Linked DNA regions of Mus musculus: regions 2 and 3 are each linked to region 1. Evidence: chromatin contacts called from public HiChIP or PLAC-seq and promoter capture Hi-C data. All regions are on one chromosome and are shown on one strand. The core of a region is the stretch at or near the end of the contact, and the rest is flanking DNA. Distances in the headings are between cores, read along the strand shown. Region 1 holds the start of 1700086D15Rik (a long non-coding RNA gene). Region 2 overlaps Gm40016 (a long non-coding RNA gene). Region 3 holds the start of Pirt (phosphoinositide-interacting regulator of transient receptor potential channels).

Region 1 (2,776 bases), core at 220-2,719:
ACCTTCGTGGTCCATCTGGTGAGCCCTTCACCAGGCCAGGCTCTCTCCAACCTCATCCCAGCCCTCTAAGATGGCGGCTTACTGTGCTCCCCACCTACAGACCGAAAAACAAGTCCTTAACAGGGGCTGACTTCCGGTTCTTGTATCTTCTCTTCAGGGGCTGACTTCCGGTTCTTGTATCTTCTCTTTCGCCCTGTGCTAAAGTTTCCGCTCAGCTCTGTGTTTCACCCAGGACAAGCCAGATATCACTTCCAAGAAGAACAGGCTCTCAGGATGGGTAGAACCCCAAGTAGACTCTAAGTTTCAACAACAACAACAACAAGCAGCAAATGGCGGCATGCATGAGGCTGAGCCCTCCTTCCAGTCCACAACCCAGCAGCTGCTGCCGCCCTTCGCTCCTCCAAAAAGGCAGCAGCAGGTGCTCTCCCTGCGTCTTTGAACTACTCTCCTTGAGTCCTCTGCTTACAATGCATACATCTTTTGATCCAGTTGCCCAGGAATTTCAGAGAACCCTCTGCATGCCACACTGTCTCTGCCTCCAAAGGAGCTTACAAATCGAGCTGGGAAGATGATCGGCAAGTTAAAGATCACACAACAAATGAACCATCAAAAGCGCAGCACACTCTTAGAATTCAGGCTCCAATGAACAGAACTTCAGTTTGCCCGGCACTGTAATATTCCCAGATCAAGGCACTGTAATATTCCCAGATCAAGGCATTGTAATATTCCCAGATCACGGCACTGTAATATTCCCAGATCGGAATAGTGTGTGGCCCAGAGGAGACAGCCAGTGATTTTACACTGAATAACTGAGCACAACATGCCATCCAAAAAGAGTTAGAATGCTGGCCCAAAGATCCTAAAGCTACTCTTAGCCATTTTTCTGGGGTAACTCCACCATCATTACAATGTCTATATCTCCAAGGGGCAACCATCACTGTTCTCATTTTGCTAATAAAAAAAAATGTGCAGAGAGCTAATCACAAGATCATTAAGCAACCATGCAAATGTGTCCCACTTGATAATCACTTGATAAGCAGGCACAGGCTGGCCAGGGAGAACTTTCCAGAGTAGGGTCGGAAGTGAAGAAACACATATGGGAAAATCAAGGCAGAAACATGTGAAGATGACCAAAGCAAGACCTCATGTAGTCCAGGTTGGCTTTGAACTCACTATGTTGCCTTCCCAATTCTACCTTCAGGCGGATTACAGGTATGTATCACCATGTGGTGCTGAGGACTGAACCCAGAGCTCCATACATGCTAGACTCTTCCTATAGTTGCTATGCTAAGTTGCTGATTTCTACTAAGATATGCCCAGTTCTGAGAAGATAAGCCAATGCCCAGAAGTTTTTCATTTGTAATAATCCCAAAACCTGTGAGTTACAGAAAGTGAGCTAGGTGGGGAGTGGTGGAGAAGAGCAGCTCTCAAGCTCACCTCTCTACCGGAAAGAGGTCACTAAGGCCTCTCTACAAAGCACTTTATGACATCACACCTACCATCCAGACTTCCAGCACTATGAGCTGCTAGTGAGTGGAGATACTAAGAAGCAAATCATGGCCCCTTTCCCAATGCACAGGTTGAGTCTCTCAACATTCTCAATAGGAAGAAGAACCCCCACGCTACCTCCTTTCATTCCCATCACTGGCCAGAAGTAAACCATTTCATCTTGGCAATAAATATTGACCGAGCACCAACCGTCTACAAGGCACTGCTCTGTGCCCTTGGCATGCGAGGGTGATCAATACATTCTACTGGAGACAGACGGGCAAAAATCAAAAAGGTACAAGCTTTCAAACTGTGGGGAGTAGTGGACAAAAATGAAAAGAATGATGGGTAAGAGTGAGGGAGCAGGGGTTTTATCTGAGCCTGAGAGCCAAGTGCTGATTGATGAGAAAGCAATTTGGGAAGACCACATCCTCAACCAGGTAGTAAAAATTGGTGGTCAGCAAGAACAAATCTCTAAAGTGGAGCTGGGCTTCATGTGTCCGAAGCACAGGAGTTCAGGGACAGGGAGACAGGAAGACAAAATGAGCATGCTGAGACAAAGGGGGGTCCAGAGGGATGTGGCTACTGAAATGCTGGGGCTGCTAAGCAAAATGATGGCACTGGAAGTGTTGAAGCAGTAGAGTATCCTAAACTAATTTTTGCTTCAACAGTTTACTCTAAACTTCACCAAAACAGACACAAGTCAGGCCTCAACTTTGTACATGTTGGTCATCCACCTAAGCGCTCAGCAGCTCTGGCATAGCAGGGTGCAGCCCCTGGATTTGTACTTCTAAGAATGTTCTTTGAATACATAAGACTACTTTTTACAATAATAATAATAATAATAATAATAATAATTCAGTCTGCTTTTGCCTATTTTTCATTTCCTCCACGAATGACAGTGAAAAATATAGTTCCTATGCCCATGCCTCAAAAATCTCACAACTTAAAAACAAGTCCTGAAGGAAGATAGGAGCCAGGTGTCTGGAAGCAACACGAATGCCTTCCCTGAGACATCTATATCCGAGCACCAATCTCTAACACTCCAAGAGAACACCAGGCTACTAAGTGGACTGAGAATACTCCATGAGAAACAGCAACCTGTGGTCAGAGTGAGGGGCCCACCCCTGGGATGTCTACTGCCATCATGTATGCCAGAGCCCAGGGAGTGTGATCCAGAAGCCAAGACAGTAAAGAATGGTCAGCTTGACAACCAACAGCTACACCCCCCAGTACCAGGAAAGCACTATCTCAGCATCCAACATACCAAAGACAGTCCACGTGAGGC
Region 2 (2,819 bases), core at 253-2,752, 1.7 Mb before region 1:
AAAGGGAAGAGAGTCCCTTTAATGTTGTGTGGATAAAAGCCACAAGAAAGAGATAAAGCATGAAACAAGTGCTGGGCCCTTAGGGGTAACAGAGCAAGGAGTCCGGGATGCCCTGTCACCAAAGAAAGGCACTTTGCTAGTTTAGACAATTATAGACAAGACAACTGGTTTAATTTGCATTAATTGAGGACTGCGACTGTCGCACTGGTTTCAGCAGTGACAGATTAAGAATGATGTATGTGACAACCCACAGTCAAACACGTGATTGTATTTTGATGGGAAAACAAACAGCTTGGATGTTGTTTTAAAGCTATTTGCTTTGGGTCCTCGAAGTTGACTAGAATTTTCAAGCAGGCCTAATGCAGACTCTCTTCTCATCTTCTTGCTGTCTCTGGATTCCTTCTCTGGGTGGAGCATGGGATGTTGTGATGGCAGCTCCACCACTGTCCTGCTGCAGGGCAAAGCCGGACTGGGGCATAGTCCCACCAGCTGACTTTCTGTTTGTATTTATTCCATTAGTCCAGCTGACAATGCTCAAGGATAATTCTTCATATTGAAAGAATAGCCCTTCTTTCTTGTTCTGTTGGTTTTTTTGGTTTTAAATTAGAGCATACTCTACTTTTATTTGTTTATTTTTATTAGTTTAAATCTGTGAGGGGTACACCACCACCCGGGTTCTGTGTCTTTGCAGGCCTTTGCAGGAAGGCTTCTTCAGAATTTGGCATAAATCCTGTTACTGTTTCCAACCGGTTCAGTGGAGAAAGCCTTCCCTTTATTTCCATGAACCCCGAGAGAAGCACAGGAAGGTTAGGGATAATCGTTGAGGCTTCCCCTTACAAAGCTTGCAACATCTACCCATTGCACGGGTAGGCAAATAAAAACTTGTCGAGGCCTGGAAAGTTCTGATAGTTGCTGATGATAAAACTCGAGAGAATTCTCTAGCACCCTGGTAATGAGCTGAAGCCCAAGGCTAATAGCGTTTCCCTTTCGTTGGGAATTATGGGGAAGCTATCGTGACATTTGTATTACCCCAGAGAGATCTTCCACTAGAAAGCTGAGCTTTGAAGTAGTATTGGATTTGCTCCATTGAGTCTGAAAGGTTTGCCACTGGTTTTCGGGAGACTCACCCCAGCCAAAGCCAGGCCTCTGGGAGGCTTTATTCCTAGGCTCAAGTAAACAAACAGCCTCAAATGGCTGAGGCCACAAACAAAAGTCAAGGGGTGGGGGTGGGGTGGGGTCCGGGGCCACGGAGACATTCCCACATTCCAGTCTTTCCAGCTCTGGGGTCCTGTGTTCAGAGCATGAACCCTCCAGCCCTCGGCTCCCATCAGTATGCCTCTTTAAGTGGTGAGATTGTTGCTGGATAATTCTAAATGACCAACACACGCTAACAAAGCCGATGTGGGCAGAGGAGATAGAAAATGGGTGGTTGGGGCAGATCCACGAGGGCTCATTAATCTTCAGTAAATTAAAGCTCATCACCGCTCCGCCCCTCGACAGCTCTTTGTCTTGCTAATTCACATTAGGCCAAGCCTGGCTTCACGCTTTCAGGCTTTTCAGAGGTGAGGGCCTGTACAAAGCTGCAGATGTGGAAACCCGGAGAGACCTTTGCTCCGAACGCTGCCTGTTAACATTAGCGCGCTCCCTAGGCCCACAGAAGAACGTTACTGTGATTCTCTGGCTTCAGAAGACTTCCCAGGAAGCAACTTGGGAGTTTAAAGCAGCAGGAAGAGAGGTGGGGAAGATGCAGAGGTGCCAAGGCCCACCTCCGCTGCAAAAACTCAAAACAAAAGTAACATTAAACAATGCGTGGTTTTGTTCCTCAACACAGAAATGTAGCAATCCCCAGTGTTACAAAGATGGGGGAAATACAATCTTATCATATAGCTAGAACAGACATTTCTGACAGAAGTCTGGCTAAATAGCGATTGAAAATATGTATATTCTGTAACCCAGCTACTCCACTGTTGGAATTATTCTGCTGATGGAACGTTGTATAGATCCACAAATATATGTACTAGCATAGGTACTGAAAACCATCGTGACAGGAAAGAGGGGAGGAGTAATGTTTATGTGCATAAAAATAATACCTGTAAAGTTCAGAATTTCTGTAAAACAAAATGAAGCCCATCTTGGGACAGTTTGTAAAGCTATCCAGAAAGTAAGGCTGAAGTACTAGAGATTCCTTTGTAGCCAACATCCTGATGTGTTTTATAAAACCAAAGATATGTTTTGTGGAGCACGGTACGGTGTGGTGGGAGGGGGTTGACTCAGCAGGCCCATCCTGAGGCATCCCTCTGCAGTGGTAACAGCCAACAAAGAAGGGTGTAGTATAGAATAGAGTTTACTTAGGAACATGGGAAGGAGTGTTGAGAAGGAAGTAGAGGCAGAGATGGGACAGAGATGGGGACACACACATACACACAGAGAGAGAGAGAGACAGAGAGAGAGAGAGAGAGAGAGAGAGAGAGAGACAGAGAGAGAGAGAGGCAGAGAGAGAGAGAGAGAGAGAGAGAGGCAGAGAGAGAGAGAGAGAGAGAGAGAGAGAGAGAGAGAGAGAGAGAGAGAGAGAGAGAGAGAGAGAGACTGAATAGTCCTTTTATATGTGAGCCAGGCTGGTACCTGGTTGTTGCTAGGTAACTGCTGGGCGGAGCCTAGAGAAAATGTAAACAGATCATGCCCTTCAAATACCATAGTTATGCAAAACCCTTACCAAGGACAGTTTTCATAGACTCAGCCCCATCTAGTGCCCTGGCTGTGGAATGTGGGTGGGGGATGGGGAGGAGGCTTGTGGAGATGGCACCTGCTCTATTTCACCT
Region 3 (2,700 bases), core at 118-2,617, 1.8 Mb after region 1:
TAAATAAAAATGCCTAGAATAATAAGTAGCACAGAAAAAACAATAGATTAGGCATTAACTCTTAGTGATGGTTAGTTCTGCACCATGTAGCCACATCCTGAAAAGGGAGAAGAAAACATAGAAATCTGAATTTAAAGAAAAATAAGTTCTTGTCTGCATTGCACAACAACTCATCCCAGGGCTCCTTGGCACCTGATAACTCCAGTCTCAGAAGCTGATCTGAACACAGAATAAGAGGCACCTACGTCAGAGAAGTGGCACCCACTAAATCCTTCAAAGTCAACTCCCTGGAGCCCTTAGCCTCCCTTCTTTCACTCCCTCAGCTGAAGGGTTCAGCTTTCAATGTCACCAAACACTGATGACATAGCCAAGCCCTCTTCATCTTTGCAAGTCATGAAAATCAAAAGGCTTGAGACGGAAGAGCCCATGGCTTTGAACTTGACTGGCTTTAGGCCTCCCTGATGACTCTTGGGAAAGACTTTTTTTTACACTCCACAGAGGAAGCCCCCAGTGTATCCTTGCTGGTATCAAAGTCCCCCTCCTGCCCCACCAGTAATGGCTTCCATCTTCTCAGAATAGCTGGGAGAAAGACAACCAATTAGTCTGGCCACCAGAATCTTAAATAATACTGCCGACCGCAGGGTATCCATCGACACCTTGAGAACTGGCATCCCATCAGCTCACACTGGCTTCCCCCACGCCCGGGCAGACGGGCTCAACAGTGGACGTCCTTCTGCCTCTTGCCATGATTTGCTTGCTTATCTTCATGATTGTAACTGGCATCTCACAAAAAAGATCAATAGAAAACTAGTGGGCTAGATGGGAGAAGCAAGAAGGAAATTCTTTAGACCTATCCCCGAGGGACATGTCTTGGCTCCTGGCATTGTGTAATGAAGGGTAGCCATCATGAGTGTGATTACTGGGGTGCTCCCAGAGATACTCCTTGCATCTTGGAGCTAAAGGTGTTCCCTAACTCAACAAACACAGAGCTCTCCAACATCCAAAGCAGGAAGAGAGGCCCAGATCTCACTATCAATAATACTGCCCCGAACACAGCTTCTGAGCCAGGCACACATATCACATGTAACCCACCATCACCACCTCACACCTCCCCCATCCCAGAACCTCCACAGCCTGCTGAACCTAGGTCAGGATCCTCTCTGCCCAGGCACTACCAGCCAAATACACACTTCTACTGAAACTCAAAGGCACACTGCAGAAAAACTTCATTAATTTTTCACAAGATTTGTCTAATAGTGGCTGAGCAGAGCTGAGAAAGCCACATTCGAGTGCCTGCGCCAGCAGGTTGCAAAGAGTTAACCCATTAGGCCACATCCTGGTGAGCTCATCCCAGCCGGAGCCTGCTCAGTGGCTGGGATTCGCAGCACACTGATGTGGCCAGGGTGCCTTTCTCCAGCTGGGATGAAGGACTTGAGCAGAAACTCATTGCCAGCTTCCTCCCTACGCGAGAGCCGACTGAGTCCCAGGTCCCCAGTCTTCCCCCGGGACGTTGTGCACGGTAAGTAAGAAAAAGGATCCCTCCACCCTCACCCACCTTGCCCTGCCACCCCAGTCCCAGCCCTTTGCTATGTCTCCCTGGAAAGAAGGACGGTTTGAAGTTTGCTTTGGAGTGCGTTGAGTCTCTGAAGTAGAGTTGGAAGGCAGTGTGAATACTAAAGATGAGATGGAATGAAGTTAGTTAGCTTCAAGCAGGCTGGATGGGCTGCCCTGAGAGACAGGCAGAAGTGGGCTGAGCTGGGTATCTCCTGCTGTACACCTGGGGAAAGACACCATGTGCAGTGAGGGCTGCCCTGCCTGTGGAGCTCTGAGCCTTTCTCCCTTGGAAGCCATTAAAGGGAAGGAATGAGCGGGCGCAGAAGCGGCAGCGTGTCAAGTGTTAGGACACCCGGAGACCTCGGAGTAGTGGGCATAGACTGTCTGTCCCCTGGGCATCCTCCATCCAACCTCAGCAGCTGCGGGTCTGCCCCTCCTTCCTGCAGGTGTGGCCGGTGCCCTGGCTGAGTGCCAGGGAAACAAGGCGGAGTACCCTGGCTTGGGCAGTCTTCACTTCAGGAAGGAGGGAGCAAGACAGGTACACAAAAACACAGACAAAGGCATGGCTTGCTCAGACAGAGGGCGGTGGGACTCCGCCCCTAGGTAAAGCCAAGTGTAACAACACATCATATCCCTTGAGATTCTTTTTCCAGCCTGGAGCCCCACAGGGCCCATGCACTGGTTGTGTGACCCGAAGAGGAAGGTGAGTGGCTCCCTCCAGATAGCTCTGAGCTCAGAGAAAAAGGTCCCCTTCCCGAGAGCGCTGTGAGCCCTGGAACAGATGGAGGCTGTGACGATAGCAGCAACATATTCCACACTCTCTCTTCTTTATCAGACCAGGCACAGGGCCACACACACCTTATCAGAGGAGTCGACATCACCAAATGAAGTCCTGGAAGTGAGGCAGTACAGCAAGAGGAGATAAAGACCCTGGAGAGTTGCATCTAGCCTCTGGGGCTGAGCCCTGACAGTGGGAAATTCCGGGAAAGAGAGAGACCTACTCTCTATCCATACTGGGTCCTGCTCTGGATAAGGAGACCACCGCAGGTCGATTATGCAAAGCCTGTGGCCTGCCTTTGGCACTTCCTACCAGCTGACCCTTGCTGAGGTCACCAGTGCCCTCGCCTCTCCTCAGTGTCACCAGGT

What was found. Promoter capture Hi-C pulls out the DNA fragments that hold promoters and counts their contacts. HiChIP or PLAC-seq counts read pairs in DNA pulled down with a chosen protein or histone mark.
Region 2: a contact with region 1 is called in an H3K27ac HiChIP or PLAC-seq map of embryonic stem cells, with 4 times the contacts expected there. The contact joins the enhancer-like site here to the promoter of 1700086D15Rik in region 1. A contact is called at or near these places in 7 of 39 promoter capture datasets (the C10 cell line, embryonic stem cells, hippocampal neurons and 3 more) and 1 of 115 datasets of contacts at active chromatin or transcription factors (embryonic stem cells).
Region 3: a contact with region 1 is called in a promoter capture Hi-C map of embryonic stem cells, with 4 times the contacts expected there. The contact joins the promoter of Pirt here to the promoter of 1700086D15Rik in region 1. A contact is called at or near these places in 1 of 39 promoter capture datasets (embryonic stem cells), 1 of 115 datasets of contacts at active chromatin or transcription factors (embryonic stem cells) and 2 of 9 other capture datasets (adipose tissue and liver).

What each region holds. Positions count from the first base shown.
Region 1 is chr11:65,158,431-65,161,206 of GRCm38.p6, forward strand. 1700086D15Rik (a long non-coding RNA gene) reads right to left here and starts at 1,470. Exons shown (of 2, transcript XR_003949567.1): 1 at 1,438-1,470. All of the region lies in intron 1 of Arhgap44 (Rho GTPase activating protein 44), which reads right to left. It overlaps LOC115487730 (a long non-coding RNA gene), which reads left to right and starts at 1,450. Exons shown (of 3, transcript XR_003949568.1): 1 at 1,450-1,783; 2 at 2,391-2,776.
Region 2 is chr11:63,453,834-63,456,652 of GRCm38.p6, forward strand. All of the region lies in intron 2 of Gm40016 (a long non-coding RNA gene), which reads right to left. Among named protein-coding and RNA genes, the nearest start is that of Gm40016, 8.8 kb to the right of the region's middle. Within about 2 kb of position 1,503, at least 44 of the 459 cell types and tissues checked have an H3K27ac peak or open chromatin away from gene starts, as enhancers often do. A contact at or near this core is called in embryonic stem cells and stem cell-derived epiblast-like cells, where this site is marked.
Region 3 is chr11:66,910,624-66,913,323 of GRCm38.p6, forward strand. It overlaps Pirt (phosphoinositide-interacting regulator of transient receptor potential channels), which reads left to right and starts at 1,368. Exons shown (of 2, transcript NM_178656.3): 1 at 1,368-1,519. The region is part of intron 3 of Gm12298 (predicted gene 12298); the gene reads right to left.